7 separate regions of the Mus musculus genome follow, and all the other regions are linked to region 1. Evidence: chromatin contacts called from public promoter capture Hi-C data. All regions are on one chromosome and are shown on one strand. Each heading gives the region's core, a stretch centred on a gene start, on an enhancer-like site or on the middle of the called end of the contact. The rest is flanking DNA. Distances are from core to core; before and after follow the strand shown.

Region 1 (4,329 bases), core at 1,302-3,801:
ACAAGGCTAAAAGTTCCAGAAGGCTACACTGAAAAAAAAAAACCCTACAGCCACTTCCAAGTCAATTGATAAGTTAAATTCTGATGATTAGAAAGCTGGAAACGCAAGGCCCTGGCTACAGGTTGTGAGTTTTTTCCTCCGTGTCTTGAGTAAAGCTTATTTCGTAGTTCACCACAGGATTCATGCTAAGGGAATTCTGATGGACAACTTACAGGTGCACAGAGGTTCACGTACATTCCTTCCATACACTCCTGGTCTAAGCACTTCTGCTGAGAATTACCGGGCACGCACCATCCCAGCAAAACTTGAATAGGCCTGAACACAGCTCTGAAGTCTAGACCAAATCACTGGGCCCTTTGTTTAAACAGCATTAGCTTCATTATATCTGCATACCAGCCTGTCCTCTAGCCCTCTGGCTTGGTTCTGGGTGGCCCCTGGAGCTTGGCACTCTTGAGATGCCCGTGTGTCTGGTCCCACCCTCTTGCAACCCAGAATGCCAGCAAAGTCCATTTTTAAATTCTCTCACAAGTTTCACAACCACAGGTTTGAGTAAGGAGTTTGCTGACATTAGACTAAAAATATGAGCTGCAAACAAAAGCCATCTTTTACCAGGACTGGCTGGGGTGTCCGGGTAGCACAAGACCATATTCTTGGCAGCCAGACCTCCTTAACAACTGTTGTGAGCCCCAAAAGGAAGAGAGGCCAGTCTGTCCCTGCGCTGTCAAGGAATCCCTGCCTGTTTGATGCAAGGAACAGCTTTACGGCTCTGTCTGGCTTGATGAATTCGCGGCTGAGTCTACTGAAAGTGTTAGCTATACACGTAAAGAAGGCGGGAGGCAAAAAAAAAAAAAAAAAAAAAAAAAAAAAAAAAAAACAGCCTTATTTCCCTGGAAAGATACGTGTTTCCACCCCACCCCCTTCCTCCCTGCTATTAGGAAAGGAAATGATTATTGTAGCGACTCTGAGGAGTCAAAATATGTCAAGGTGACCCAGTACAGGTCTATTGATCCAGAAGAAATGGGGAAAGGGGTTCCCAAGTCTAAGGCTGGGTGGCCACATACAGAACCGTCTTAGAAAGTCCTACCTGTTGGGCTTCTAAACCATGCAGCACAGCCCGGCCAGAGCACTCCAGGGCGCCCCTCTCTTCTCTAGCACCAAACTTTCCTTCTGGACCCCCGGGATGAGGGGTGCCTAGGCCCTGCCTATCCTGATAGGAGACTTGGTATTTAGCCTAAGCCAGAGAAGACGTGAGGAAGGATTCGTTCCTGTGCTGCAGAAGTCTCTAAATGCTCAGAACCCAAGAAGAAGGGATGAAACTGCACAAAGTATCTCCAAGAGCTTTGATGGTCAAAGTGCAGCCCAAAGGCTCTGGAGTTCCTAGCTGGGGGGTCTGGGGCCAGGAGATGGTAGACCAGGCCCAGGAGCAACAGCTGCAAAGTCACCACCGTGCTGGACCCTGGGGTGTTTTCGCAAAATATCTCCCCCGATGGAGAGAAGAGCAGGGAACCTACCCACTCTGTCCCCACACCTGCTCTGCTGCTGAGCTTGGAACACGTGGTAGCTGGGCTTGGGGCTTCCCAGGCGGCTGCAGGGACTCACTACCCAGCCGGGGCGTGCACCACTCGCCCGGGGGTCCCCAACCAGGAAGAGGCAGCGCTGCCTGGCGCAGAACAGCCGGCTGCCAGCGCCTGCTTCACCTCAGCCCTCAGCAGCAACCCGGACAGAGTTTTGTAGTCTTCCCATCAACCCGGGCAGCTTCCAACAAGCCCTACCTTTCTATGCCACCTAGCCAATAGACAAGACACAAAGAAAAAAAGAAAAGAAAAGAAAAGAAAAAGGAGGCAACAACACGCGCCGCTGTCTCTCCTTGCAGTCTCAACCTCTAGCCTGGAGATGGGAGGAAGAGGAAGCGCACCTTCTCTTCCCATCCCAACTCCGTGACCCGCGGATCCCGGCAGTAAAGAGCCCCGAAGAGGCCGAAGGGAAGAGGTGAGGTTGGAAGAAGCAGAAAGCAGAGCGAGAGAGGAGAAAATATCCAACAAAACCACGCTAACGCGCCCCCTACCTGGGTGCAACATACTTTGGAAATAGAAGATGACCAAGATAAAGGATCCGAAGCAAGTGGCCAGCACCATCCGGCAAATTCTGTTCATCCTCATCACTTCCAGCAGCGCCGGCTTCATGGCTTTGTCCTGGCCGCGGGGACCCGGCTGTCCGGGAGGCGCGTCCCGAGCGCAGAAGCGGGGACCCCGCCGCGGGGGTACCAGCACCGGGGAGGCTCAGAACAGAGCTGGCTGGGCTCCGGAGCTGGCTCCCGCTAGCTTCACCGAGGCTCTCCGAGGCCCCGACTCTGGTCTAGAGGGTGAAAGGCGCAGGAGTTGGTGTGCAAGTGTGAGGATGCGTGGCTCCGGCCGCGCGCTCCTGCCGGTCCGCCTCGCCTCTGCTCGATGCTCCGCCGCCTCCTCTGCTGGCGCCTGCGGCCGCCGCTGCCTCCTCACGGGCCGGGCGACCGGGATGCGAGAAGGAAGGTGCCGCCGCCGCCGTGCACTGGCCTCTGTGACTGTCCAGGCCCCCCTCCCTCCCTCCCTCGCCAAAAGCTACTTCATTGCGCTCCAGTGATCTATATATTCCAGGGCTGGGTTTTACCAAACGCAACTCGCAGCCCCCGGCGAGGGGAGGGCGCCGGCGAGCGGGGAGGGCGGGGCCGCGCCGGGGCGGAGCGTCGCCTCCCCCCGCCCCTACCCGAGACGTGGTCGCGTCCAGCTGTTTCCCGGGGAGTCCGGAGTGCGCAGCACGCTCCCGCAGGGTCCCAAAAGCCCTCAGTCCCTGGGCGGAGCTGGGCCGCTGTCTCGAGGTTGCGTGAACGTTTCCATGACACAACCGGGATGGGGGAAAACCATGAATAAGATGCTGTAGTGCTGCCACCCGTTCTCCGGTGTGGCGAGAAGCAGGTTAGGTGACAGAGGCAAACAGGAGCCCTGCTGACACGCGACCATTTACAATCCCTGGGCGGTTTAGCAGGGGAAGTTGCCCCACGCTCCCCTAAGAGCGGATGCCCTTCTCATACTGATCAAAAACTGGGCAGTTCCGTTTTTCTTTCAAAGGACAGCTCAGCTTGAGGGCTGCTTTTGCAAAGAGGTTAAAGAGAGCGGACTTAAAGTCAAGGTTAGGGAAACTGTTCCGGCATCCCAGGATCTGGTGACTGCCGCTGCTAGCCTTTCTGACACGTGCCCTCACCCGCACCCCTCGGGGCAAAGCGGGTTTGTAGCTTTTAAAACTGTTTCACCAAAAGGTACAGCTTTCTGTAATTTATTCGAAGTGTATGAGAATCAGTCGGACGGATGTGAAAAGACGCCCCTAAAAGTCCAACAAAGTGTTGGGAGTGGAGGCTGGGAGGGGGAGATCCAAGCCAGCTTAGCCTTGGCAGGTAGAGAGAAAGATGGCGCTGCTTACCTGCATTGTGTAAAATGTTGTTAAATGCTCAGCTCCATGCATTTGGGTGGCCAAGGATCAATAAGGTGGACGCGGGTCAATGATAAGGAGATCACTTTTATGCCAGGAAAGCAGGGTTATTGTAAAGCCTGACCTTTCTACTTTACCATTAAATGCATTTACAGAATGCTGGATTCCATAAGACATTGTACCTTTGAATGTGTCTCTTCACAGGGGCACTGATAAATTCTTGTCGAATCTGAATGTAATGGGCCTTATCCTCCCCTCACATTTGACAGACTCACAAGTTGCTTTCTGATACATGTATCCAGAAACGCCTCCAAACCTCCTCTTCCTTCTCCTGAAGTTTTCCCTTCAGCAGAGAAAGTCCGCAGGCTTCCTGTGATTCAGACAAGAGTCAATTACAGGGAGATATTTATGTAGCCAGTATTATTTTGCTGCTCCTTTATGAATGAGTTGCTTGCTGAGGTGGCCGAGATATACATGCTCCAATACAAGCCACTCCCCAGGGAGTCCCCACATGATGTGAGTAGGCACTGCTGTATAGTCTCCTCCTAGTGCACTGGGTGGGAGGATGGACCCCTTGTAGGGGCATATCCCCCAGAGGGCCTGCAGGGCTGCTCATTACAGGCGTGCCATTATCTTCTTTAACCAAAGCACGATGAAGAGGGATTTGCATGCCTTTCATTCCATCATCTTTCTGCCCAAGGCAGAAAACCACACTGTTGAGCCTGGACATTCATAATAAGCCAGTTTGGGTAGTCACACACCCAAGGAAGACGTGAGAAATGTGAGTCTTTGGGGGTTTTGGAAGATTGAGTTGAACCATGTGCCGGAGAAGGACGGAGAGCCTTGCCAGGTATCCATGCTTGCATC
Region 2 (4,329 bases), core at 580-3,079, 1.6 Mb before region 1:
GGATGTCTATGCCTGCTATGAGTTAGACATGGTGAGGAAAGAAAGGTAGGTACATTGAAGAGGCTTAAGGTAGTGAATGAGGTGACAGCAGGTTCCAGTGAGCCAGTGCACCGTGGCTCAAAAGCTGAGTTAGGGCTGGGAAACACAGACAGAAGGACCAGAAAGCAGTGTAGTGGCCCATTTGGAAGACACCGAGAGTTCCAGCTCATGCTGCAATTAAGGACGATTGTGAGGAAGGTTCCTTACAGCAACACTGTAACACGACGCTGTGATCTACAAAACTCTCCCTGGAGAGCCATACCAAAAATATTAAAAGTAAAATAAAATAACACTCATAAAGCTTGGAGTTAAGTCTGCAGTTTTGGACTGGGCTACATTCTTAACTATCCTTTGCTGCATGGGCTGCAGGTCCTGTTGATTAGGAGTAGGGGAACACTGAGAAATAAGCCAAACACAAAGACAAATACTGTGTATTTTCCCTAAGAGGATCTTGGAACTCATTCTTCAAAGTCCCTGAGACAGTGAGGTTGTGATCCTACCACCTCTACATACCAAATGCTGAGATTAAAGTCGTGGGCCCCTACACCCTGTCATAGCAGGAATCAACCACGGGTGCTCTGGAAGAGCAACCAGTAGTCCTCAATCCCTGAGCCGCCCCTGGGTCCTAAGTCACTGATCAGGTCGCTCCCAATTAAACCCTTCAATGGTGCTTTACTATTCCCAGGGAGAAAGTCTAACACCTTCTAAGAGTTAACACATTTCAGAATCAGGAAGGCATCTTTTACTGCCCTCTTCCCCTAGCTCCACTAGATTTATTTGTTCCCCTGAAACAACTGATGGTGTGTCTGGGGTCATGTACAACCTGTTCCTCTGCCTGAATTTCTTCCTCGACCATCTTCAGTCCTAGATGTCCCTATTCTGTGCCAAAGATGTCAAGGTTCAGTGAGAATTTATATACCTTCTCAGGAAACAAAATCATGTCAATAACTGCACTTCCTTAGGCAGTTCACCGTGAAGCAATTATCCTTTAACTTTTAAGAATCTGATGAAAGCTATAGGGGCCCCTAAGAAAATACAAGATCAAAAATGGGGGACGAAGGGATAGTCAAGGTACTTAAACTAAACCTGCAGTCCAAAGAAACTGTGGAGTAAAAGGAAAATGATGACAAGGGTGAGATTCCCATTTACTTTTAGCACCAAAGCCGGCTATGGGACCTCAAGAACATTGCCTACGTTCTCAGGATCTCTGTGTCCTTCCAGGTGAGATCGGCAAGAAGATATTGGTTCCTGAGAGAATACACAAGGACCAATTCTTGCCAGTGCACACTTAAATTAGAAAAGCTTTACCCGAGAGCCATTCGCTAAGCTTCTAAACGTAGGACGCTACTGAGAGATCTGTACTTGCTGCTACAAACGCTCAAGAACCACACCTGGTAAAAGCTCACACACCCGGAGCTCCGAGCATGTGCAGAAGTTCTGAGCATGCGTAGAAGCCCAGGGACCCGCCCTCGTCATCCTGAAAACTCTCCCGGCAACGCCTCCTTAGTCGTCTCCAACCTCTTCCGCTGCCTGCGCTCACGGCACTTACCTCCACAGTCGGGATCGGCGCAGTCAGCTGCTCCGGAGTCAGGCTCCCGAACTCCTCGGCTAGAACATCCATTCCATTCACGGTAGAGGAAGAAGTCGGCAGAATGTTCACATCCGCCCGTGCGGCTCCAAGCAAGTAGCACGCGGAGAGTGGTGTGCGTTCTCCTCCGGTGTCCCCGTGGCGCTTGTTTACGGGGAGGCGTTTCAAAAGGTTCCGCCTGGTCAGGGCCTAACCTGCGGAGGAACCCGGAAGTGACCGAGCCGGATGTGGAAAACTACACCCACTGGTGTACTTCCGAGGTCTCGCCGGGCTAATCCTAGCCTCTTGACAGGCTCATTTCCAGTATCCCCAGAATGATTGAATACGGCAAAGTATAGTAGTTCTAACTGTATAACTAATCTGAAAAATGACTCGATAATACACATTAGTCACAACATGAACTTCTAAAGCAGAGATTTCAATTAACTCAGTCTAAACTGCTTGTATGTTGTGTAGTACAGAAGAGCAAAAGTCCTTGCTTAAATAATTGGTGGTACCTGCGTGTAATGAACAGGCATCAGCCGGGCGTGGTGGCGCACGCCTTTAATCCCAGCACTCGGGAGGCAGAGGCAGGCGGATTTCTGAGTTCGAGGCCAGCCTGGCCTACAAAGTGAGTTCCAGGACAGCCAGGGGGCAGTAAAAGATGCCTTCCTGATTCTGAAATGTGTTAACTCTTAGAAGGTGTTAGACTTTCTCCCTGGGAATAGTAAAGCACCATTGAAGGGTTTAAACGGGAGCGACCTGATCAGTGACTTAGGACCCAGGGGCGGCTCAGGGATTGAGGACTACTGGTTGCTCTTCCAGAGCACCTGGGGTTGATTCCTGCTATGACAGGGTGTAGGGGCCCACGACTTTAATCCCAGCATTTGGTATGTAGAGGTGGTAGGATCACAACCTCACTGTCTCAGGGAGTTTGAAGAATGAGGTCCAAGATCCTCTTAGGGAAAACCCAATAAATTATATTAGAATAGTTAATTAACGGTTTGGGGGAAAATATGTTTAAATCCTATGTCGATGAAATATACCTTAACAAAACACTAGAAGGAAACGTCAGAGGGACGGAGTTTGTTACCACTACACCGAATAAACGAAGGATTGCACATAATCCTCCCACGGCAGCACAGACACCTATAATCCCAGCATTTAGAAGCTAGAGGTAGGAGGGCATCCAGAAATTCAAGGGCATCCTTGGCTACCTAACAAGGTCGAGGCCAGCCTGGGCTACATGAAACCCTGTCTCCAAAGAAAAGGTAATGTATTAATAACATTGATTGGTGAAAGATTTCAAGGATGGCAACGGAGAAAGCATAAGAATTGCTAAAAGTTGTATTCCATTAATTTTTAAAAAATTAGATACACCTATAAAAAATCTCTATGAATAGTAAACACACAGTTGGTAGAAGACAAAAGGATTTGTCACTGAAATTGGAAATGAGTTCATGCAAGTCCAATGGTAAGAAAAATCCCATGGGAAGAAGAGGTAAAAGATGCCAACAGTTTTTAAATGAGTTTCAGTTTGGGAACATACAAAAATTGTGGAGATGGATGGTGTCACATGAGTGTGTACAATGCTCCTGGCCATTTAATAGTTGAACTATTTAATAGTTCACCTGTATAATTAGCACCATCTAATAATATGTGTTCTTTTTTTTTTTTAAACCTGGTCCAAGGTAATCTGCGTACAGAGTTAGCTAGTTAAATTTCAGTGCTTGTATCTAAACGTTGTGCTGATAGACTTCTGAAACTAAGTGAAGAAAGAAAGAAAAAAATTACAGGCCACCAAGATGGCTCAGTATGTTAAGTCACCTGCCACAAAGCTTGAAAAGCCGCGTTCAGCCCCCAAGACCCACATTGTAGAAGGAGAGAAGCAACTCTAAAGAGCTGTCCTCTGATCCCCATACTCACATGTAAGACAAATCATTTAAAACTAAGAATGATCAGCCCCCCCCCCCCTTAAATCCTTAAGATTTACTCAGAGAAACTACATTTGAATGGTCCCTGTGAGTTATTATACCAGAGAGCACCCTACTTAGTGTAGTCTGGAAGGGGTTGGGAAAGGGAGCTGAAGACTTGAGGACATCAAGTTTGGCTCAGGTGTGTCAGCTGTCTTCTACAAAGTCATCTTGGATTCCCACTATGAAGATGGTTCTACTGTAAACCAGATCACAGACACCTGGAGAACTAAAAAATCTCAGCTTTCTGATTGGCAGGCTGGAGCTGGAAATCTGCATTTCTAGCAAGATCTCTGCTGCTGTGACCTAATACCATAACCTCTGTACTTGTCTAGTTCTTCAGTCTGTGAATGCTGGAATGAAAATGGCCTTGCATTCCAGGTTCTAGTGCATTGTTTGTTCCTTAATAAGTTTGTGTTGAATTCATAATTTGAAAATAGAATTGCAGTAGGTAATAATAAGTTTAACATTGTATTTCTGTTTTTCACCGAGTTTTTAAAGTTTCTTTTGAAATGAAGGACACTTTGGAGGATGCAGTCCCTAATCTTCATGGCTACACTTAGTTGACAGTGATGATGTTGGCTATTAGACCACAATTCCTTGTAAGATTTCTTGCATTACACCTGTATCCCAGATCAAACCCATGACTTCTTTTTTATCTCTAGGAGGCTAGACTTTGGAAGCAAGGTGGGGAAAAAGCCAGGGGTAGTTTTGTGCTTCCTCAGTATTATGCTACCATATCCTTTTACT
Region 3 (4,329 bases), core at 908-3,407, 1.6 Mb before region 1:
TTGTTTACAATAAGAAGCCAGGGATCAGAGAGATGGCCCCACAGGTTTACAGCAGTGCAGGGGCTCCCCTCAAAAGCCAGGCAGCAGGCTGGACCCCTGAAGCCCATGCATGTTACCGTCGGGACGGCTGGAGGAAACCAGTGTCCTGCTAATCATTCTTTCCATCCCTCTCTGCCAAATTGCTCTGTCTATCATCACACGGACACTTTCACGTGTGGAAGCAAGATGACCTTACCCTGGGACAGCTGTTCAAGCACTATACCGTGAAGGACATCGCTGAAAGAGATCATTCAACAAAACAGCATTCGATCACCCCACGGTAGTGACCAAAGTCCTCTATCAGAGGGCCATTCCCTATGTTTTTCGAAATCCCTCCTTAAAACTCAGGTATTACCCAAAGGACTAACTGCTTACAGCTAGCAAGTCAAAAACATTTGGCAGTAGATTGTTCAGGTTATCCAACAAGGGCCCTGGGGAATGAAATCCACCAAGTTAAGGCTAGGATTGGGGGGGGGGGGATTAAAGAGGTGGCAAGAAGCGTTTAGTGGGTACTCTCCTTCCAAGACTTTACCAAAGTCAGGCATAAGGCACTTATAGGATAGGGGGTTAAAGGCAAGACTGAGCTCTGACGGAAAAAATTTGCAGATGCCAGACAATTTCCATCCTCGATCAAACCGTGCTTTAGCACCAGGCTAGAGTAAGGCAAAAAACACAGCACGGAGAGAACAGTACTGGTCCTCATCGAGTCTTTGCCCGCCTCGGAGAGCTAGACAAAAGCCAACAAGCCAGCCACTGTCTAAAAGGCAGATGCCCGTGCTCCACGTGTCATTACAGCATTGGGAAGGATTTCTAAGCACTTTTTATCCTGGAAAGCGTTGCCCCCGCCCCCCCCCCATCCCTGATGCCTAGTTTAACACCTGTGCTGCACACCCGGGGGGTAAGGCGCCCTTCAGCCCTGGGTCACTTCAAGTGGAGCAATGTATGAAATCCATGGGGGTAGGAAAAAGGCAGAGTAGACGGGGCGGGGTGGAGGTGGAGGTGGGATGGGGACTCCTAGCCCAGGAACCAGTGTAAGAACTGGTTGAAATTATCAGTTGGGAGGTAGGTTAACTAAGAGCTGAGAGCTGAACACCACCTTGTGCTGAGCAGCCCACTAAGGACAAAGACAAGTTGCCTGGTTTCTTTACCGTTAAGGTACCAAGACAACGATGAAAGAGGGAGGTTCCATTCTCACTGGAACCACTCAAGTGTTTCTACTCTGCTTGTAACGGTAGTTTAACAAACCCTTCTTTGTTGACTGGATTCTTGTGTTTAAACACATGATTTGGGCTTCTTGTGGTTGGGGGAGGACAGAACCTACAGTCCTGTAAAGTGCTCTACCACAGAACTACAGTCCCAGTCTAATAAACGCATTTTAGAAGTAAACATTGCGAAATCGCTCATTTAATGGAAGTTTTTCCTCTTGTACTAACGTAAACACATAACTGTGTCATCCACGTGCCACCGAATCTCGTTGCTATGTTTTGTGGCGCCACCCAAAGCAAGGCAAAGCAAGGGTCTGAGAAGGCAAGGGTCTGACCCAGATGTGACCTGAGCTGGCCTCCTGGACAGTCAAGTCCAACGGAAGTCCCAGGAGTCCTGCCCGCTCGCCCACGTTCTCTGCTCGCCCCTCCCTCTAGCAGCACCACGTTTCCTGTCAAAACAAACGTTTGGGGGAGGGGACTGCCGGGACAGAACCCAGCTCTCGAGAAACCCAGCAACAAGACCCAAACATAGGGCCGAGGCCCAGCCGGGCCCCACCGCGGCTCAGTCCCACTCCTCCAGGGACGAGGGATTGGGGACCTGACCGCACGGGGAGCCCAGAGCGTCTCGCGCCGTTGAGCACAGTCGCTGGCACGCACCCAAAGGGATGTCATCACGACCAAGCGGCCCCGGCAGAGCCTGGGCCACCACTGCCACCGTGCCCCACTTCAAGCCTTGACTCCGAGGTCAAATGTCCCGAACTCGGAGGGCACAAGGAGCCCTCCCGCTGCCATAAGGAGACGCGGTCCCCTCAGATCCCACGGCCCCTCCCCTGGGATGGGTACGCACCCCCGGATCCCGCGTAGAGACTCGAGGAAAGCTAGGTGGCGGGGGTCGCGGGGCTCTGCGTATCCCCCCTCAACCAGCGTCGCAGACAAGGGGAGACTCAGCAGTCTGTCAACTCTGGAGCCCCCCCGCAGCCCCACGCGGTATTTAAAGGGCCCAGAGGTACTCCCTGGGCGCGACCATTCGGGAAGGAACTGGAGGGGGACTATAGCACCGCGGCGCCAGAATCCAGGGCAGGGTTCTGGCGAAGATCCCTAAATTCTTGAAGAGTCTGTCTACAAAAACCATAGCTTTCTCACGTTTCTATCGTGAAGGCTGAAGAAGGCTCAGACAGAAAGCCATTTGCACACGAGAAATGTGTGCTCCCTATATTCAGTGGTGGTACGGTCCGGACCGCCAGGGGCGGGGAGAGGAGTGAACACGGAATTGGGGCAGCCTACGGCCGGGAGCGCCTGGGCTGCTGTAGGGCCTAAAGCGTTCGGAGGCGGGGCCTGGCTGTGTAAGGGCGGGGCCTAAGTGCAGCGGGTGACGCCCCCAATCCTGTTTCTTTCAGTTTACCAGGTAGGATGAAATGGACTAACTCCAACCGAACGGACAGACTTCTGGTGTCCGCTCGCGGCAGTAATATAAAAACACTACATGCCCACCTTCACAATGGCCACACACACCGGGCCAAGCGAGTCAACAACATTCCAAACAGGCTGTCCCACGCACATCAGCGTCCAACCGCGTCATCCACACGTGTCAACATGTTCTTGTAAACACGGGTCCTGATTTGCCCCTTGAATTGGACGATTGGTTTCTGGGAGCCACACCTACCTAAGCTCTCCGAAGGCTTCGCCTGTGCACAAAGATAAAGTGTCTTACTTCTTCTAAGGGTTCTTTGGCGGCGCTTATCTTGGGGAGAGTTTTCAACCAGGCTTAATGTAAATAAGTGCTGGGAGGGGCTCTTGTGTGGTCAGGCTTACTAAGCATAACTTCTCGTGAGCTTGCTTCTGGGCATAAAGAAACAGAACCACTATTTTGCCAGGTACAAGTTGGTATTACTTGTGGGTAGCGTCATACAAAAAAAATAAATGAACTTTATATAAGCTGAAATATTCCTGTTTAGGACTAAAATCATATCGGATTGTGGAGGCAAATTGTCTACTATCATTCTAGAAAGAAGAAAACCAAAAGCAGACAATAGTTTAAAGCAAGATAGAAATACAATTGTACAGCATGGACTGGTCTGAGGTTATAACCAAGTCCCTAACATTTGCCTACCCAAGAGATCTTCTTGTTCAGTGGGATAAGAATGGAACTAAAGCACTCTTAGAAGCTCACTGTTAGCTACTGAACCTAGTTGGCAAGTTATTCTGAACAAGAAAACCTACCTAGAGATTTGTATCCATTTGTATCTGTCACTCTAGAAATTACACAACCTAAAGTGGAGCCACGGCTGCTAAGAATCCTTGCTGCTCTATCATGAGGACCACAGGCAATTTCAGATCTCATCATCCACACTGGACGGCTCTCAAACACTGTAGAACACTCTAGTTCTAAAGGATGCAGTGCTGTCTTCTGGACTCCTCCACACACAAGCACACACAGCCATAGCGCATGTACACTCTCCCACAAAGAGGGACATTCACCTCAATGGTAAAAGAAATCTTAAAAAGGCAGTAAAATATACAACCTGCTACAGATCAAGAGATTAAAGAGAAAGTGCTGCTGTCACCCAGGCTCTTTCCCATAAACCCACTGTTATTTATAATATCACTTGCTGGAATAAACAGATGTCAGAAGCCCCCAGTCTCAAGGCTTGCCAAACAACCGCCGCCACCCAACTGCTCTACAAACCTCCACAGCAAAAAGATTAACCAAAAATATTTCTAAATTCCTGGTGGCCATGTAACAATGACACATGAAAACAGTGTGTGCTTTGCAAAGCTTCCTACTAACCTGCTAAGTGTTGTGCTGTGTCATTAACTAGGAGCAGGTGAGCATAAATCAGCACAGTTGTCCAGTCACCCTGGGTGACTAACCCATTTTGACACTTCTTTTGAAAAGTTTAACTATGTAACTCTCGAAAACACAAAGGAGCCATTTCCCTCAGAGCAGATGAGTCCATTTGCAGCTTGTTGAGTGAGATTCTCCAAGTGGAATGGAATAGGGTAGAGAGCCAAGCTAGGAAGACAGAAGATACAGGAAACAAGTCTTCTTCTATTGCTTTCATTTAAATAACTTCTTATTCAAAAG
Region 4 (4,329 bases), core at 495-2,994, 1.6 Mb before region 1:
AACACAAAGTTAATGAATAAAAACAGGTAAAAAAGAAAAGAAAAGAGAAGAGAAGGGAAGGGAAGGGGAGGGGAGGGGAGGGGAGGGGAGGGGAGGGGAGAGGAGAGGAGAGGAGAGGAGAAGAGAAGAGAAGTTTGCTCTCTATAAACAGACCAAGAGGAACCGGTTCTGCTGCAGTGAATGCCCCTTTCATCCAACTAGGCACCTGCTGAGCCAGGAGGCTGGGACCAGTGTGAGCTGGAGAATTCCAGACTTGAGAGAATACAGACTTTAATCAAGTTCTTGCACACATGCATTTGCAAATGCACGTAGAGCAATGGGAGGGAGGAAGTGGGAGGGCCCAGGGAGGCACTCCACCCAGCAGAGCAGCCAAGGGGAACACATTTCCTAGCATCCGTGCCCCAGAGTTTGCTTTGGTTTGGTTTTCACGAGGCTATCTAAGTTCACTCTGAAGCTGTCTAAATTTCTCTTCAGTTCCCCAATGTCTCTGACCATATCTATGTATTTAGACTGCCTTCTAAGTGAGCGTGGGGGATGTTTCCATAGAGACTGAAGAAGGGCTGCTGTTCCATCTATAACAGTCTCCCCTAGGGCCTATGACCTCCAGGACCATAGGCTTTTGACCTTGTTTATAGTAGCAGACATGAATTTCCTCCTGTGGTGCAGGCCTCACAGCCAATCAGAGAGCAGTTGTTTGCTTTCATAGCATCATGTCACTATTGCCTGCATAGGCACATAGGACCAGAGACGGGAAGGTAGACCATCTCAATGTACAAGTTCATGGAGTCTGAAGTGGCTAGGATAGTAAACTTCAGAAAAGATGTTTCCAAGCAACTTGTGGAGATCTTGGGTAAGGCCTTAAATTTCCTCAGGACACTGATTTTGAAATTTTAGTGTGTTTTATCTCGTCATGTGGAGAGACTGAAGCTGGAAGGAAAGGGAGAAGGAAAGAGGGGAGAGAGAAGAGAGAAGGTGACCTTCCCTCCCCAGGCTGCAGAGAGGAACTGGTACAACTAGTTTATTGCACTTCACTTTACTGTCCTCTTAAGATAATTTCATTTTCAGAGAATTGTTTCATTTTTATTAACATATATTAATTATACATGTTAATGGCATCCAGTGTGACATTTCCACACATGCATGCAGTGTGCACTAATGAAACCCAACCTCTATTCACATCTCCCCCAACCTCTCTCTGTCCTGTCCTCTGTGTGTGTGATTGTGTATGTGTGTTATATGTGTGTGTAGTATGTAGGTATTTGCATGTGTGTGGACACACATGTGTGGAAACATGCACATGTATGCGTACATATGTGGAGCTTAAGGTTGATGTCTAGAATCAGTTTTAACCATTCTTTCACCATATTCTTTGAGGCAAGGGCTTTTAATCATATCCAGAGAGTACTGGTGGGAAACCTCGCTAGCTAGCTAGCTCTGGGGCTTCCTAGCTCATTTAGGAACAACAGTAGTAGCTTCTCCTCTAGGGCCTATGACCTCCTGGGCCATGGGCTTTTGACCTTGTTTACAGTAGCAGATATGAATTTCTTCCTGTGGTGCAGGCCTCAAGTCCAATCAGAGAGCAGTTGTTTACCTCTATAGCAACCATGCCATGACTGCATGCACAGGCATGTCTTGCCTGGCAGACCAATAGTATGGCATATAGTGTACACAGGTATGTAACACAGTTGGTAGCCTTAACAACTCCCCCATGCCCAAACCCCAGCCACCTGCACATCACTTTCCAGCACTATTGAAGAGAGCAAGTCAGGGGAGACATTCCAGCTCAATTCCAGCTCGGTTTCATCATGCTTACAACTACCAGGTGTGGTGTTTTCTGCAATAGGATCTTGTTGTGGACATTCTTATTTATGGCTGAATGATATTTTGTTGTGAACATAGATCACATTTTCTTTATCTATTAAAGGGCCCTTAGGGTCACTTAGTGTCTTAGCTATTATGAATACTGTCATGATTAAACATGGGCATGTAGACATCTTGTTGATACTCTGTTTTAGTTGTCTTTGGATATATACTCAAAAGTGGGAAAGCTAGGTCATATAAAGATCAAGATTTTAGGGAACCACAATGGGAGCTGGAGAGATGGCTCAGCGGTTAAGAGCACTGACTGCTCTTCCAGAGGTCCTGAGTTCAATTCCCAGCAACCACGTGGTGGTTCACAACCATCTGTAATGGGATCTGATGCCCTCGTCTGGTGTGTCTGAAGACAGCTATAGTGGACTCACATACATAAAATAAATAATAATTTTTAAAAATCTTAAAAATTAAGAATCACAATGGACATTCATTCTATATGTTTCTCTACCTTCTCTCTTTTGATGCTTACCACCTTTTTGGTTTTTGTTTTTGGTAGTCATTCTGAGAGGAGATAGAATCTCATTGTGGCTTGTATTTGCATTTCTCTGGGCTAAAGATGGTAAGTATTTTTTTCTATTAGTTCCAGACTTGTATTTCTTCTTTTGAAAAGTATCTGTTCAGATAATTTGCTTATTTAGAAACAGTGTTACCTAGATTTTGTTATCAGGTTGAAAATTGTGATTTTTTTTTTTAAGTGAAAGGTTTGGGAACCGTGCATCTTCCAAGGCAGGTCTACCAGTGCCATTTCCCGTAAAGCAGTTTACCAGAGCCATTTCCCATAAGGCATGTTCTCATTTAATTTTGTGTTACAATTTGGTTATTCTCATAATATTTCAAAATTTTCATCAATATTAGCGTGTTATGGGGCTCTGTGATTAGAGTCTTTGAAGATAATATTGTGAATGTCAAAATACCAACACTGACAGGAGCTCAGAAGACTGCAGACAGTATCATAGGATGTAGGCTCGGCTAAAACAGAGCCCGAGAGAATACTGAAAGCAGTTTCAGCCTGGGTAACATTCAATGAGCTAGCCAACCCTAACCCTGTGGTGGTCTGAATAGGTTTGCTGCCTCCCCCCACCCCCCTCTAGACTCATGTCTTTGAATGCTTGGCTCACAGGGAGTGGCACTATTAGGAGGTGTGGCCTTGTTAGAGGAAGTGTGTCACTGGGCTTTGAGGTTGGCTATGCTCAAGCTCTGCCCAGTGTGGAAATCAGAGCCTCTTCCTGGCTGCCTGTGGAAGAGTCTCCTGTTGCTGCCTTTGGATCAAGATGTAGAACTCTTGGCTCCTCCAGCATGGTGTCTGCCTGGACCCTGCCATGCTTCCTGCGGTTATGATAAGGGACTGAATGTCTGAAACTGTAAGCCAGTCCTAATGAAATATTTAAGAGTTGCCTTGGTCATGGTGCCTCTTCACTGCATGAAACCCTAACAAAGACAGCAACATTGCCTGCTGCAGAAGTGTCTGTTGTGAAAAGGAAGAGTCTCCATGACGTCCTACAAGGCTGGCTGTAAACTATGGGTCTAAATGAACCTTCCTTCATGAAACTGCTGTTGCCAGACATTCTATCACAGCAACAGGATCCCACTGGCAAGTTATTTGAAGAAATTAACACAGCTACTTCAACCTTCATCAACCACCACCCTGATAAGACAGTAGCCATCCACACTGTGTCAAGATCCCCACCAACACAGAAGGCTCTGGTGATTCATAGTGATTATCTTACTTGCTTAAACTGTTAGGCACTGTATGATTACACACTTGATGGGCTATGGCATGGTGTAAACATACATTGTGTGGACACTGAAGACCCAGTAAATCTTTACTAATTTATTTATTTTTAAATTTTATATGAATGTTTTGCCCACATGTATAACATAAGCCGGGTACATGTCTGGTGTGAATAGAGGTCAGAAGATGATGTTGGACTCCTGGAACTGTAGTTACATATGGTTGTGAACCCCGATGTGGGTGCTGGGAATTTAATCCAGGTCCTTAGCAAGAGCAACAAATGCTCTAAACCACTGAACCCTCAAACCCAGTAACTGTCGATTTAGTGTGAAAAGCTCTTTATTGCTTTTGTCTGTAACCTCCGAGATATGTCTGTGTGAGCCCTGCATGTGAGAGGAGGGGCAGACAACACAGAACAGTATAAAAGTCCACAAGTGTAGCAGATACCGCACAAGGGTTCAGAGACAAGTGACGAAGTTCCCCAAAATGAGATAAGCATTGAGAGGTGGGTCTACTACTCAAATGTTTATTTTCTTTCAATATGTAAACTTTTTGAAGATTTATTTATTTTATGTATATGAATACTGTCACTCTCTTCAGACACACCAGAAGAGGGCATCGGATCCATTACAGATGGTTGTGAGCCACCATGTGGTTGCAGGGAATTGAACTCAAGACCTCTGGAAGAGCAGCCAGTGCCCTTAGCTGCCGAGCCACCTCTC
Region 5 (4,329 bases), core at 980-3,479, 1.5 Mb before region 1:
ACATGGTGAGTCTTTCTCCACTTGCATCCCCGTCAGAAGCCATCAACCATGGAGAGCTGTGTGGGGTTGGGAGGTGGGGGTGGGAAAGCAGCATAGCTCACAAACATCAATATGGCTTCAGGCAGCCCAGCCCACAGACACCAGCATGGCCTTCAGTGGTTTCTCAGACCACAGACGTTGACACACCCCTGGCCATATCAGGACCACTGATCTACCCCAGGCCCTCAGCAGCTGGCTGCATGGATCGTGAGCGTCATGTGCTACTCAGATTACCATTTTTTTTATCCACCCCCTTCTGGGCATCATAGCCCAAGGACATCACCAAGGTGTCAGTTGGCACAAATCACATAGGTCCACATAGATCTTAGGCCTTGCAGCCTGGGCAGCAGCATGGTCCACAGACACCGATGTGGCCTCCGGTAGCATCATGGAGCACGGTGATCCTTTGAGAAGGTCTAATCCAGAAAGTAAAGCTTTCCTTATCTCAGGCCTCCGTTGTTGCCCAGAGCTAGAGAGAACCCACAGCCAGGGAGCACGTTCAGTGGCTGAGTCTGCGTGTATACAAGCTCCAGACTGCTGCACACCAGCCCGCCAACCCTACTCTCCAGTTGTCTATTTTCCCCATCTCTCCACCACATATTTGTTCAGTGAGGTGGTGCTCGCTGCCCCTACCTCAAAATAGATTAATAATAATAACTATTTGGTTTACTGTTCTAGAGACTTGGGAGTCCAAAGTCAGTGTTCTGGAAGGTTTTATGATTCTGATTCCAAAATGGCATCTTGAATGCTGCATCTTCTCTGGGAGGATGCTTGATTCACATGACAGAAGGCGGGAAAGGCAAAGGGGCAAGAAGGAGTTTATGACACCAATTCCATCTGTAAGGGGCACAAACCTTATGGTCATGTCACCTTGGCACCCTAGCTCCTAAAGCCCAATTTTGGAGGTGGGCACATTCAAACCATAGCAATGAGGTTGAAGTCCAGCTGAGAAAAGGGGCTCCAAGAAGCCCCAGCAAGTTTTATTAAAGAGGGAAACTTCATAGAGGAACATGTTTTTAGTTGTGAAGAAACGCAGGAAACCTGCCTCTGCACTTTCCGGCCACTGGTGCAGTTAGAGCCCCCTTCCTCCCCTTTCTCAGCATAGATGCCCCAGTTCTTTTGGAGAGGGCAAACAGAGAAGGCCCAGCCTGGCGCAGGAATATTGCAATTCCCCTTTTCATGGTGGCACTCCCTTCCCCCTAACGACTCCCACCCCTACTCTGGGCGGCGGGGAGGGGGGAGAGAGACGAACAAAAAAACAACAAACCCTTGCTTCTGTGTCACTCTCCTTGATAACCAACCTTTCTCAGGTGCAGAAGGCTCCTGCCCTTGAAGGGAACAAGGACCAAACATCCTTGAAATGATAAAAGGCCCATGCTTGGACCATGAAGGAAGGGCAATTAAGTGTTCCCAGACAGCTGCAACCAGTATGTAAAAATACACTAGCTCCTGATAGCTCCATAAAGTTACTTCCCAGGTCAGGAGGGTCCCCCTCCCAGCTGCATGGTTTTGCCCTGAACAAACGTTATCGGGTTTGAAGGATAGCTTTCCCTCATCACCTCCCCAGTCACGTAACCCCAAAGTTCGAGGAGCTCTGCCTATGAATATGCACGTGTATATATACTCCAAGCCCCTGGATGCGGGCATCACATCCCTAACCTGCACAGTGGGAAAGACTTTGCTCTGAGTCTCTTTAACATCGGACTTGTACTTCCTGGCATTCTTCTGGGGTTCCCGAGCACTGGGCATAACAACTGTTGGTGTTTCTGCTCAGTGGAAAGTTATCCTGGGACTTGGGAGCCCAGGAACATACACAGCTCTGAGGTGGGACAATGTCGCAAAGGAAGGACATTCTGAGACGTGGGAGCCCAGGAACCACACAACTCTGAGAGGAAACCTTAGCAGAGGGCTTGCAGCCCTTATGGAGGATATGGTTGGTCAACTGGAGTGCTACACTGTTATCAGCTCCCCCTAGCGGCTCCTCTTCTACACTGCAGGTCCCAGGGGACGTATCCCCAGCTGAGCTCCGGAGCCTCAGCCTGCTCCCATCTACCCTTCTTTGCTTCATTGCTTCTTGGCTTCTTCTGATGAGAGAGTCACATCAGGCAGCAAACATCATAAAAGAGATTTACTGGGAGGGAAGAATACAGGGCGTGGAGAAATGTACATGAGGTTGTTACCTATGTTTCCTGGAGAAGACAGCAAGCAGGGATTATATAGGATTTCTTAGGGGGTGGAGCTTTCCAAGGCAGAGCTTTCCTGGGTGAGGATTGGTGGGATTTCAAGACCTGAGCTTGGGGGAGCTCAGGGATTGGTGGAGTTTCTTACTAAATAATAAGTGGTATTTTTTTCTTGTGGGGAGGGGCTTGGAAATTCTCCTGCCTCAGCGCTGGGAATGACAGTTACAGCTGTTAGAATATGACCGTTAGGGTGGGCCGTTAGAGAAATCTGGGGGATGGGCCCTGGTTGCTGGAGGTCCTCAAACCTGCCTTGAGGGTTTACAAAGTTGACAAAGTATACAGTTTCTAAAGTTTACAAAGGGAGTCTATGGCAAGGAAGTCCGGCTGGGTGAATAGCCAACATTCCCCTCTTTTTTGTTTACTATTGACAAAGTCAGGGGTCATAAAGGGAGGTGATATTATCATTAGACTGCTTCCTGCTGATTGGGGGCATCGAGTTCCTTGGGGGCAAGTTTGATCTTTCCCATCAGGATATAACCAAATGTCACAGGCCTCTGACATCAGAGCTAAGGGCTGGAAATTTTGGAATAAAAACTGATTAAATGTCTGGTTAGAAATCTTTTGGATCGAGACAAGAAGTCTATAAGACAAAGTGGGATTAGTAGGATTAGGAAAAAGAGGAGAAGGGGAACGAGAAGGGTAGTAGCCAATTCCATATTGGACTGTTGATGATCCTCTGGCCAGAGGCATCAGGCGAGAGAGAGAGAGAGAGAGAGAGAGAGAGAGAGAGAGAGAGAGCAAGAGAGCCAGAGAGCAAGGGGGGGCTTTTGATACCATAAAGCCCACCCCAAGTGCCACACTTCCTCAAACCAGGTCATACCTTCTAATCCTTCTACTCCTTTGAGAGAATTCCACTCCCTGGTGACTAAGCATTCAAATATATGGAGCCTATTAGATCTGTTCTTATTTGAACCACCACAGTGACCCCAACATAGAATGACTAGGAAAGTCTGTCATAAACAATGGATTCAGATATCAGCTAGAGGAAGAATAGCCTCCAGGGTATTATAGGAGGGCAGTTCCATTAATAACAGAGGCTGTGGAGAGGAAGCCCTCGTGGCGTTATTAATCGGTGGAAAGCCTTTTTCCTTTATTTGAATGGAAAGTCACAGAGGCACGGGGCAGATTTTTTTGTTTTTTATAAATGACAACTCCAAACACGGGGGTGGGGCAGGGAAGGGGGTTGGAACCTTCTGATCTTCATGTTGTAACTCCAGGGTTCATGTACTCACAAGCTAGTTTTCAAATCTCATGCCTTAGCCCTTGTGGGTCCCCAGCTGTCAGAGCTTGGAAGTCTTGGTGACTTTTTGAAACTCCTCCTGTGGTCAGACCCAGGAGTTCTCCCAGTGTTGGCAACCTGTCTCCTGCAATTACTGCCCTCGGCCGTCTTTTGCCTTCTTGGCCACTCATTGGGTCAGGTCTCCTCAGTTCTTCATGGTTTGGTCTCTCCTCATAGGCTTGGCTCCCAGCCATTCTGCAGATCTCTTTAGCTACCTTGGTGTTTCTAGCTCGCAGCCCAGTGAGTTGTCTGTTCTTCATGTATATCACATATGCATATCTCATATTACATATGGAATATGTATGTGCATATTCATGTATATCACATATTCCATATGTATATACATATTAATGTATATCACGATACATCCATATATCACATGTACATAACAAAGCACTTTAGATGAGGATTTACTAGGGCCTAGTTTGCAATGCCATAAGGAGGGCAGTGCATAGGAATCTAGTTTGTTCTGAAGAGAGTAAAATGAGTGTTCTTCACATGGCCACTCATACATCTATGTTGCGCTCATGGTCAGGGGAGGTGTTCTTTCCTAGACAGTTAAGGACAGGTTTGAGGAAGTCAAGAACAGCTGTGTACACACACACACACACACACACACACACACACACACACACACACACACACGAGTTATCTATCTAGAGTGGCTGTAAATAGGATGATTTAAGGGACATCAAAGCTGCCACAGCCAAAGCCAAGTCTCCAGAAACAGCCATGGCCGAATGCATTGGCCACAATTGTGCTGCTTCCTGG
Region 6 (4,329 bases), core at 841-3,340, 1.4 Mb after region 1:
TTCTTCTTCCACACCATGGGGCTGATTGTTTTTGGACACATGGCCTCATGTAGCCCAGGCTGGCCAACTTGCTAAGTAGCTGAGGATGACCTTGAACTGCTGACCCTCTTGGCCCCACCTCCTGAGCCCTGAGATGACAGAGGCACCCCCCACCCGGCCTTCCTTCAAGCCACAGACAACTCTACAGACACATGGAGGTGCCCTGGTCCGGGCTCACCTGTGATACTGCGCTTGCAGCAGCTGGAACTCATCTTTGATGCGGTCACAGGAGTCGGAGGTGGTGAACTTGAGCTGCTGAGGGAGGTGGGAGGAGCCCTGCGGGGGCAGGAGGGTGAGCGGCGTCCTGCCCCGCCCATGCCCCACTTCCTGGGCTGCCAGGAAGGGGCTGTGAGGCCCCTAGGCAGTGGGGACACTTTTACACACTGGTCATTTGGGAGGGGCGGGCACCCATGGGGCGGGGTGCACCTCTGTCCTCCAGATGCTCCCAGAGGAATTCCCCAGAAAGCCCCTCTAAGTCAATCAGGGTGGCACAGGCCTCCCTTCAAAGCCGGCATGGAAGAGGCACCTAACTTACCACCCTACATTTCCTGGGAGTACCCCCATCACACCTGTTTCCTCACGGGTGTGCTCTTCAGGAAGGGACCCCCCCAAAGCTGCCCAGGCCCCAGCCAAAGCCACAGAGAAATCATGGCCTGGGAGTTAGGGAGAGCTGGAAGCTGGGGGGCTGGGGAGCGAGGGGGGTGGGATATGTACAGGGCCGGCATCTGAGGGCACTGGGTCAGGAGTTAGGGTGTAAGATCTCGGATCTGGGGAGCAAGGCTAGGGGCAGGGTGTGGGGAGCAAGGCCACTGGGAGCTGGTGTGGGAGACGACAGATGGGCTTGGACATGAGAGGGACGGAGCCTAGTGCTGGGGGGGCGGGGGGTGGGAAGACTGCGGGGTATCCGGCTCCGGACAAGGGAGCACTGGACATTATACGGGCACAGGGTCTCCCCAACCCTAGTGCTGAGGGTGCAGGATGGGGGCTGGGAGGAGGAAGGCCGCTGGGGTGCGGGGCCTGCAGCTGGAGGAGGGACGCGGAGCCAGGCTGGGGGTGGCGCTGGGCCCGGATGGTGACGCCAGGCCCGACAGGGCTGGAGAGAGAGACAGGGGGTGCGGGAACTGTATTGGGGGGTAGAGGGCACCAGACTTGGGGCCAGGGCAGATCTGAGGTGGAAAGAAGTGCAGGGCCGAGGTGATGGTGGGTGCAGGGCCTTGGACTTGGTGGCAGGCCAGTCTGAAGCTCTTAGAGAGCTGGGCCTGGGGGGGGGGGGGTGCACCGAGGTGGGGATGCAAGATCTAGGGCTGGAGGACATGCGCGTCTGGGGTGAGGGGATGATGGGCTTGTGACTGGGGTGCTGCAGCTCTGGGCCTGAGCCCCAGGTCAGGAAGACAGGCCGAATGCGGCTGCAGTGGGGTGCGGGCTGATCCGGAGCCCGGGGGTGGGGGGTGGGGGTGGAAGAAGACCTTGGAGTCGGGTTGGGCGAGGTGTGGGGGAGGCGGTGAGGGGACTCAGGGCAGGGATCAAAGTTCAGGGATCCGGGCTGAAGGATGCAGTGCTGGACTGGTGGGGTGCGTAGGGTCTGGGTTGTGGGGTGCAAGGACCTTGGGGAAGAGCCCAGGGCTGGGGGGACAGAACAGGCCTGTGGGAGCTGGGGAAGCGTAGGGAGCCCCTGGGACAGGCCCTGGGCGGGGAGAGAGACGGGATCCGACCTAGAAGGGGTGCAGTGAGATGAGCTGGGGTGCAGGGTGAGCGCCGGAGGTGCAGTGAGCTGAGCTGGGGGTGCAGGGAGAGCTCTGGGGTGCAGTGCGCGGGGTTCCCCTTACCGAGTGCCGGCTTTGCGGAAACATCATGTCAGTCGCGGGGGGCGCGGGCTGCGCCCCGGCTCGGGCGGCTCGGGGGGCGCCGGGCGGCCGCGCTTTGTCCCCGATCGACAGCTCCGGGGCCCCGCGTCCCGCCTCCTGCGCCGCCCGCCGCCCGCCCGCGCCGCCCGCGCTATTGTGTAATGGCGACGCGGTGCCGCCCGGGCTCCCGCTCCACCTGCCGCGCCCGGCACTGCGCAGGCCCGGACGCCCCACCCGTGACCTTGGCCCCGCGCGCCCCGCCCCCGCCACGGCCCGGAACCCCAGCTGGAGGCCTGCCTCAGTGCCCCCCGCCCCCAGTCCCAAGGCCACAGACTCGCAGCCTGGACACCCAGGCTTCACGGTGGATTTATGGAGTGCCTACAGTGTGCTATGTCCTCTTTGGAGTCGGGAGGGTTGGCACGGCTGGGGGCCACACTGGGCAGTAGAGTGACACCTGTCCCACAGAGGTAGGATGGGGGCCCAGTCCTGTAATCTAATGACTGGGGTGCAGAGGCAAGAGGATCAAGAGTTCTCGGCCAGCCTGGGTTACCAGAGAGCCTGTCTTAAAACAACAAAAAGTAAGACATGGTTTGTTCTGGGGTACAAGACCTATTACCAGTGCTGGGTAGGTTGAGGTAGGTGGAAGCCAGCCTGATCTACACAGTGAATACAGCCTGGGCTATAGGAGCCCTTATCTCAAAACATGAAAAAGTTAAATCGGGCCACAGGAGGTGGTGGTGGCCGACACCTTTAATCCAAGCACTCAGGGCAGAGGCAGGTGGATCTCTGATTTGAGACCAGCCTGGTCTACATAGAGACTTCTGGGACAACCAGGGCTACAAAGAGAGACCTGTCTCATAAATAAAAGGTAAGAGTTCCCCAGGTCCTAGTGTGATCCCAACACTTGGGAAGCTGAGGCAGGAGGATTATCGAAAATTCAGCATCAACCTGTGACCCAGCTTACTGAGGTGAGACCTGTCCAAAAACAAAACAAAACAAAACAAAAACAAATGATTAAAACAAATATGCTGGTGTGGTAACACAAGCCTTTAATCTAAGCCCTTGGGAGGCAGAGGCAGGCAGATCTCTGTAAATTCAAGCCCACCTTGTGAGTTCCAGGGCAGCCAGGGCTCCATGAGCCCTGTCTTAAAAAATAATAAAAAATAAATAGGAGCCGGGCGTGGTGGCACACGCCTTTAATCCCAGCACTCGGGAGGCAGAGGCAGGTGGATCTCTGAGTTCGAGGCCAGCCTGGTCTACAAAGTGAGTTCCAGGACAGCCAGGGCTATACAGAGAAACCCTGTCTCGAAAAACTAAAAAAAATAATAATAATAATAATAATAATAAAATAAATAAAATAGTTCTTTGGGCCAATACTATTTACCCCAACACTTCAGAGCAAGCTGAGGCAGGAGGATTCCTACAATTTCAGGCTAGCTTGAGCTGTATAACAAGACCCTGTCTCAAACATTTCCTTACCTGAGACAGACAGAGACGAATATCACTGAGTGTCATACTCAAATGGCCACGAGGTTAGAGAGGAGAGGTTACAGTGGCCAGCCAAGCTCAGCCAGGCCATGGCTATGGCAAACCCCGGTGGGGAGAGATTGGGACCTCCCCTAGCCACAGAGGGCAGAGGAAGGTAAGAGGAAGCCTTAGAGACTGCAGGCCTCAAGAGACAGGACCAGGCCTCTGATTCTGGTATCCCGGAGGCAGGAGTCCACGCGGCTGCTCCTGATACCGACCCATATCCTGCTCACAGGACTTTTGGATAAGGGTCCCACTGTTGACCTGTGACATTGTCTTATTTTATTTTATAGAAACAGGGTCTCATGTAGCTCAGGCTGGTCTGGAACTCTGGAGCAGAGGAAGACCCTGAACTCATGGCCCTCATGCATGAGACCAGCCTTCCCTGTGATCATCGACCTTTCTGTGGCTTTCTGGCAGTCCCTGATTCCAACAGGGCCAGAGGTGTCAGGTGTCACAGCAGCAGCTGGTCCTATGTGGTCACATCCCTGCCTTGACTTTCCAGCCTCCAGGATGGCACAGTTTATCTTGTAGTAACTACTAAGTAGTTACTTAGTTACTTAGTTAGTCTAGTGCTGAGTACCAGACTCAGCAGCTTTTTTCTTTCTTTTTTTTTTTTTTTTTTTTTTCTTTTTGTTTTTTTGAGACAGGGTTTCTCTGTGTAGCTTTGGATGTCCTGGAACTCACTCTGTAGACCAGGCTGGCCTCGAACTCAGAAATCTGCCTGCTTCTGCCTTCTGAGTGCTGGGAGTAAAGGCGTGCGCCACCACTGCCCGGCCAGACTCAGCAGCTTAAGAGGATGGGACACCACTGAGGGAGGCCCAGACACAGGCCGGACACTGGAGAGCAGGGCAGGCCACTGCGGGCCCAGGAATCACCATGGCTGCTGTTTTTGAGACAGGCATTTGTTTGTTTGTTT
Region 7 (4,329 bases), core at 897-3,396, 1.4 Mb before region 1:
CCAGACAAGGGATAGCAACAACTGCACGTCTTCCTCTTCAGTTGCCCCTGTCGTGTCAGTCAGTGGGTGTGTGCTGGACCACATCCTTACTTGGAAGGCTAGAGCTGTTTTAGGGTCTGTAGAACATGGCTGTCACGAGCATCCTTTGAGCCGTCCTTGAGAGACACATCCCCATGGCCTGCCACTCACGGAAGAGTTGACCTCAGTTACATATTTCTGTCCAGTCCACCGAGCCTGGTGAAAATGATGGGTTGAAACAGTTCTCCTTCAGAACAGGAAATGAAATCTCAAATCCCTTTTTGGCAAGTGGCTGGATTATTCTAGAAGGAGCACTAACTATCAAGTGTAAAAATTATGGATTGGGGATGTGTTTCAGATTTCAGATTTCACTTGCTAAAATTGAAAATTGTATTGACAGGGGGAAAAAAACCAAAAAGCCAACTTATGGGCTGTGGGGCTTCCCAGCTCCTTGACCTTGGAAAAACCCCACATAACCCAGTTCCTCCTGTTACAAAATACATAATAATAACAGCCACAGACTTGCTCTAGGTATTTTCTATGTTCAGAATTAAACTGTCAGAATCAACCGTCTGCAAATGAGTCCAGTCTAGGAGTGGAGGCTCTGGAGTTGGATGGCCCAGGTTTGTGTGGTAGCCCTGTCTCTTGCTGATAGCAGGGTTCAGGATAAATTTCTCACGCACTGAACTTAGCTTCTCCTGTCAGGTAGGAAGAAGAGCTGTGTACTGTTTGTTTATTTTCCCCAGTCAATTTTTTCCCGAGAGTTTCTGTGGGCAATCCCCAGTTCTAGGTACCGACAATAAATGTGAAAGTAGTTAGAAATGCATTCAGAGGAGGTGGTGCTTAGCTGTGTCCATCCCAAGAGCTTGCCTAAGTCTAAGTGTCTGGCCCCTGCAGGAGGAAATGCATGGAAAGCCAGAAGCTTGGGCAAGTGGTTCTGGGATGGGGTGGTGGTCGGGCCTGCTGTCAGTTTGGACCCTTGCCTTCTAAGGGTTCCATATCATCTGTTGATCTCAGTGATACCCTGTCCAGATTCTTCCTGCCACCTGTCGCCGGGAGCCCTCGGAACTAAATGTAGACTATACAAGGTCTGGAATGTGAGCCTCTCGCCTGGGGATTGGGTTCTGTGGTACAGTGGGACCTCTTGGTCCCATGCTGTAGCCCCAGAAGTGATAAGGTGCATAGCTTCCTGTGGAGTCATAGAATTCCCTAATGGAGCAGAAGAATGGCCAGAATTCAGAGAGCAATTGTGTTGGGGACAATGGGGCAGCAGCCTGGAAGAACAGCTCATTTGTAAAACCCAAAGCAACAGAGAAGTGACTGTAGGGCATGGGGCTCCTGGGGACCAGGTTTTCCACCTGAGAGCCTCTGTTTTTGTATCCAAGTAGCACACATAGTACTTAATTACAAAAGTCAACTTTGGTCCTATATTTTTCTTTGTCTGTTTTCTTAGGAATCTCTGCTCCTGACATTGCCCAGGGTGGGAACGTGTGTGAGCATGTGTGTGTGTGTGTGTGTGTGTGTGTGTGTGCGCGCGCGTGTGCGCACACTCACACATAATCAAATCTGTCCTTTTAACAAGTCATTATTTACTGTTTCCTCCGTTGCTGCAGAGATGTCAACTAAGACCTGATAGTCTAGTTGAAAGAACTTGTTGAGGGTCGATTTCCAGCCTGGACTGTCTAAGGGGTGTGCCTGAGATCAGGAGTTTGTTGTCTTTCTCATTCCAGAGCATCTCCTGGTGCCTGGCACATGTAAGCATTATAACTGATTGATTTGTGGGCAAAGGAGCCCCTAGCCAGGATTAAAACTCACTCCCATGTTTGACTTCCAGGCAAACTCCATCCTCTTGCACCCACTTCCAAGTGTTTTAAAAATGTGTTTCAGCTGGTGCTGATTTGCCTTCCGGCTGCATGGGAATCCGCGCTTCCTGACTCAGCACTTTGCAGATGCATATTTAGAAAGGACAGTTGCTGACAGAAGCAGTCATACACATGGCCACAAGCTGGCCTTCTGTGTGAATGAAAGGCCATCGCTGCCTGGCCTAGGGGGACCGTGGGTACAAATGGACTACCAACCAACCGGATGTGAGTGGCAAGATCGATCGTGCTAAGGGCAGGGGGAGTGGCTGTCACATTGTGGGTCCACCTCTCCTGTGGCCCCGCGGGAAGTCTCTAAAGATGCTTCTGGCTGGAATGTGTTAGATGTTGCTGCAGTTTTGGTGTGAGCCATGTGACTGGTTGCTCTTCCCTTCTGTGCCTTATGCTGATTTGCAATGAGCACATCTGGTTTTGGAAATTATCTATCTGGCCACGGCAAGAGGGTGCGGCTTCTAAAAATATTCACGCAGTCCAACGGCAGAAGGAATGAGCGCGATGCGCTAGCTGCCTTGGGTCGCATTCCACCCTCTGTGGAAGCGTGGACTAAAATAGCACCCAGCCTAGCATTAATTTGCAATTAATGAAAACAGGCCAGATTCACATCCCACTCTCTGGGAGAATGGAATGCTGACCATTCCCAGAGAAGGCTCCTGTAAAAGTGCCTGCCGGAAGAGGGCCAGGCGCCCGGGTCAGCTGACCTCCTCTTGCAGGGCTGGGAATCTGCAGGGCTTTCAGAGCTCAGGAGAGAGGAACAGAGGGGAGATGATCTACTGCCCCTGTGACAATGGAGGCATGGCTGCTGTGGATAAGAGAGTCGCTTTGAATGGCAGTGACAAGAAGAGATAGAAATCTTGGCAGCTTAGCAAGGCGAAGCTTGGCATCATGGACCTCTGGGCTTTGGAGTGTGAGAACTTTGTAGTCTTGCATTAACTCCTTCATTTACCCATCAGGTGCACCCGAGTGTGTATATGTGGGGTTATTTATATCACAGCATACCTGCGCTGCCTGAGGTCATTCTTCTATCCTTTCAGGAGCTGAATATCTAGTATAGAGCATATGGCTTGATCATAAAATACTTAACCAAGTGTCAAATGCTATGTCGTTAGTCCTGTGCCGGGTGTTGGGGGATTTAATGGGGGAGGGATGGCCAGGTCCCTCTTGTCTTGGAGCTCTGAGTCTGGTGGTCATTTAACTAGTAGTGATAACTAGTCACCAAATATTAAGAAGGCAAAGAAGATAAGGTGTGCCCCCCTCCCTGCAGTGGACTTGGGGTTTCAGCTGGGGCTGAAACCAATAAACAAAAGAGTATGTGATCCACTTGTGCTGTGAAGGAGGTTGATCAGGGTGGGGACGGCGCCTGGCAGTGCCGTTCAGTGAATCTGGTCCAGAAAGGCTCCTTTGCATTGCCCTTGAAATCCTCAAATCTACAAAGCTTTCTCTGCCTTCCTGACCTTGGAACACACGGTTCCCTCTGTCTGGAATGCCCTTTCCATTCCCCCTTATCTGTCTATCCTCTAGGGGGTCTTCCTCCAGAGAGCTTTTCTTATCCCTTGGCAGACCAGATGCCCCTGTGCCATCTGGACGTGCTAAACAGGAAGGGGTGGGTCTGTCTAGCCAGATGGAGCAGAAAGCCTTTGAGGGGGAAGTGGTGACAGGCAGAGTTCTGAAGGCTGGGGAAGGGTCTGCTGGGGAGGGATCTGATGATGAGCTTGCAGAGGGAAGGAAACCGAAGGACGAAAGCACATTTGCTGAACTCCTGCTGGAAGCCAGAGCCCTGGGCCAGACCTTCCATGTGTTGTCTCCTTTCGTCTTTAGAATGTCCTCACCAGGGTGGGACCAAGTGCCTCATTTTTTTTTTTTTTCAGACAGGGAAATTCCTATAGCTCATCAGGAATGAGGCCGACTACAAACCTCTTCTTCGTTATTGCCAACCCCAAGATTTGCCCTGTCTCAGAGCCGGCCATCCGATAGGCCTTTCATATTCTCTTTATCTGAGTGCAAGTCTGTATCTGACTTGCAGACAGCTGCCCTAGGAGAGAACCTCAAGTGCTGATGTGCCGATGACCAGCTGAGCAAGTGCAGCCACATAGGACACTGGAGATGTGTATGCAGCTAAGTGGGGCTGGGTGGGTGTTAGCATCCTTTACTAGGTAGCTCTTGCCACACCCTCTATTAAGAGTTTCCCAGATTGCTCCCGATTGGTGATTAATGGTCTCAAGAAGTAATTCTTCTGAAGATGAAAGCCCGTCGACTCCCTACCTACGGCTCATTGTTCGGGTTGCTGCCCTCCTTCCGACTGCATAGGCCAGTGGCTGTCCAGGGTAAAGCCACAGTAATTAACTCCAAGGCCGGAAAGGAGCGATGGAGTGTGTCTTCCTGCATGGAATTACTATCTTCCTGTAGTTACAGAAAGCCTATTTCCTGTGAACAA

The links. Promoter capture Hi-C pulls out the DNA fragments that hold promoters and counts their contacts.
Region 2: a promoter capture Hi-C map of stem cell-derived epiblast-like cells shows a contact between it and region 1, with 2.1 times the contacts expected there. The contact joins the promoter of Polr3b here to the promoter of Chst11 in region 1. A contact is called at or near these places in 3 of 39 promoter capture datasets (hippocampal neurons, pre-B cells and stem cell-derived epiblast-like cells).
Region 3: a contact with region 1 is called in a promoter capture Hi-C map of pre-B cells, with 4 times the contacts expected there. The contact joins the promoter of Tcp11l2 here to the promoter of Chst11 in region 1. A contact is called at or near these places in 2 of 39 promoter capture datasets (hippocampal neurons and pre-B cells).
Region 4: a contact with region 1 is called in a promoter capture Hi-C map of hippocampal neurons, with 6 times the contacts expected there. The contact joins the promoter of Platr7 here to the promoter of Chst11 in region 1. A contact is called at or near these places in 3 of 39 promoter capture datasets (hippocampal neurons, liver and pre-B cells).
Region 5: a contact with region 1 is called in a promoter capture Hi-C map of stem cell-derived epiblast-like cells, with 3 times the contacts expected there. The contact joins the promoter of 4930463O16Rik here to the promoter of Chst11 in region 1. A contact is called at or near these places in 6 of 39 promoter capture datasets (hippocampal neurons, liver, neutrophils and 2 more).
Region 6: a contact with region 1 is called in a promoter capture Hi-C map of pre-B cells, with 3 times the contacts expected there. The contact joins the promoter of Tle5 here to the promoter of Chst11 in region 1.
Region 7: a promoter capture Hi-C map of hippocampal neurons shows a contact between it and region 1, with 3 times the contacts expected there. The contact joins the enhancer-like site here to the promoter of Chst11 in region 1. A contact is called at or near these places in 4 of 39 promoter capture datasets (hippocampal neurons, liver and pre-B cells), 1 of 115 datasets of contacts at active chromatin or transcription factors (microglia) and 1 of 9 other capture datasets (embryonic stem cells).

What each region holds. Positions count from the first base shown.
Region 1 is chr10:82,983,719-82,988,047 of GRCm38.p6, reverse strand. Chst11 (carbohydrate sulfotransferase 11) reads right to left here and starts at 2,551. Exons shown (of 3, transcript NM_021439.2): 1 at 2,066-2,551. The coding sequence starts at 2,183.
Region 2 is chr10:84,619,798-84,624,126 of GRCm38.p6, reverse strand. Polr3b (polymerase (RNA) III (DNA directed) polypeptide B) reads right to left here and starts at 1,829. Exons shown (of 28, transcript NM_027423.2): 1 at 1,589-1,829. The coding sequence starts at 1,660. Gm17249 (a long non-coding RNA gene) reads left to right here and starts at 1,482. Exons shown (of 2, transcript XR_380645.4): 1 at 1,482-1,930; 2 at 2,669-3,604.
Region 3 is chr10:84,574,775-84,579,103 of GRCm38.p6, reverse strand. Tcp11l2 (t-complex 11 (mouse) like 2) reads right to left here and starts at 2,157. Exons shown (of 10, transcript NM_146008.2): 1 at 2,092-2,157. Gm34515 (a long non-coding RNA gene) reads right to left here. Exons shown (of 3, transcript XR_380644.2): 3 at 4,036-4,257.
Region 4 is chr10:84,550,753-84,555,081 of GRCm38.p6, reverse strand. It overlaps Platr7 (pluripotency associated transcript 7), which reads left to right and starts at 1,744. Exons shown (of 4, transcript NR_040658.1): 1 at 1,744-1,822; 2 at 2,372-2,434.
Region 5 is chr10:84,486,193-84,490,521 of GRCm38.p6, reverse strand. 4930463O16Rik (RIKEN cDNA 4930463O16 gene) reads right to left here and starts at 2,229. Exons shown (of 4, transcript NR_108059.1): 1 at 1,341-2,229.
Region 6 is chr10:81,557,205-81,561,533 of GRCm38.p6, reverse strand. It overlaps Tle5 (TLE family member 5, transcriptional modulator), which reads right to left and starts at 2,090. Exons shown (of 7, transcript NM_010347.4): 1 at 1,866-2,090; 2 at 218-315. The coding sequence starts at 1,892.
Region 7 is chr10:84,386,703-84,391,031 of GRCm38.p6, reverse strand. All of the region lies in intron 4 of Nuak1 (NUAK family, SNF1-like kinase, 1), which reads left to right. Among named protein-coding and RNA genes, the nearest start is that of Nuak1, 52 kb to the left of the region's middle. Within about 2 kb of position 2,146, at least 96 of the 459 cell types and tissues checked have an H3K27ac peak or open chromatin away from gene starts, as enhancers often do. A contact at or near this core is called in hippocampal neurons and microglia, where this site is marked.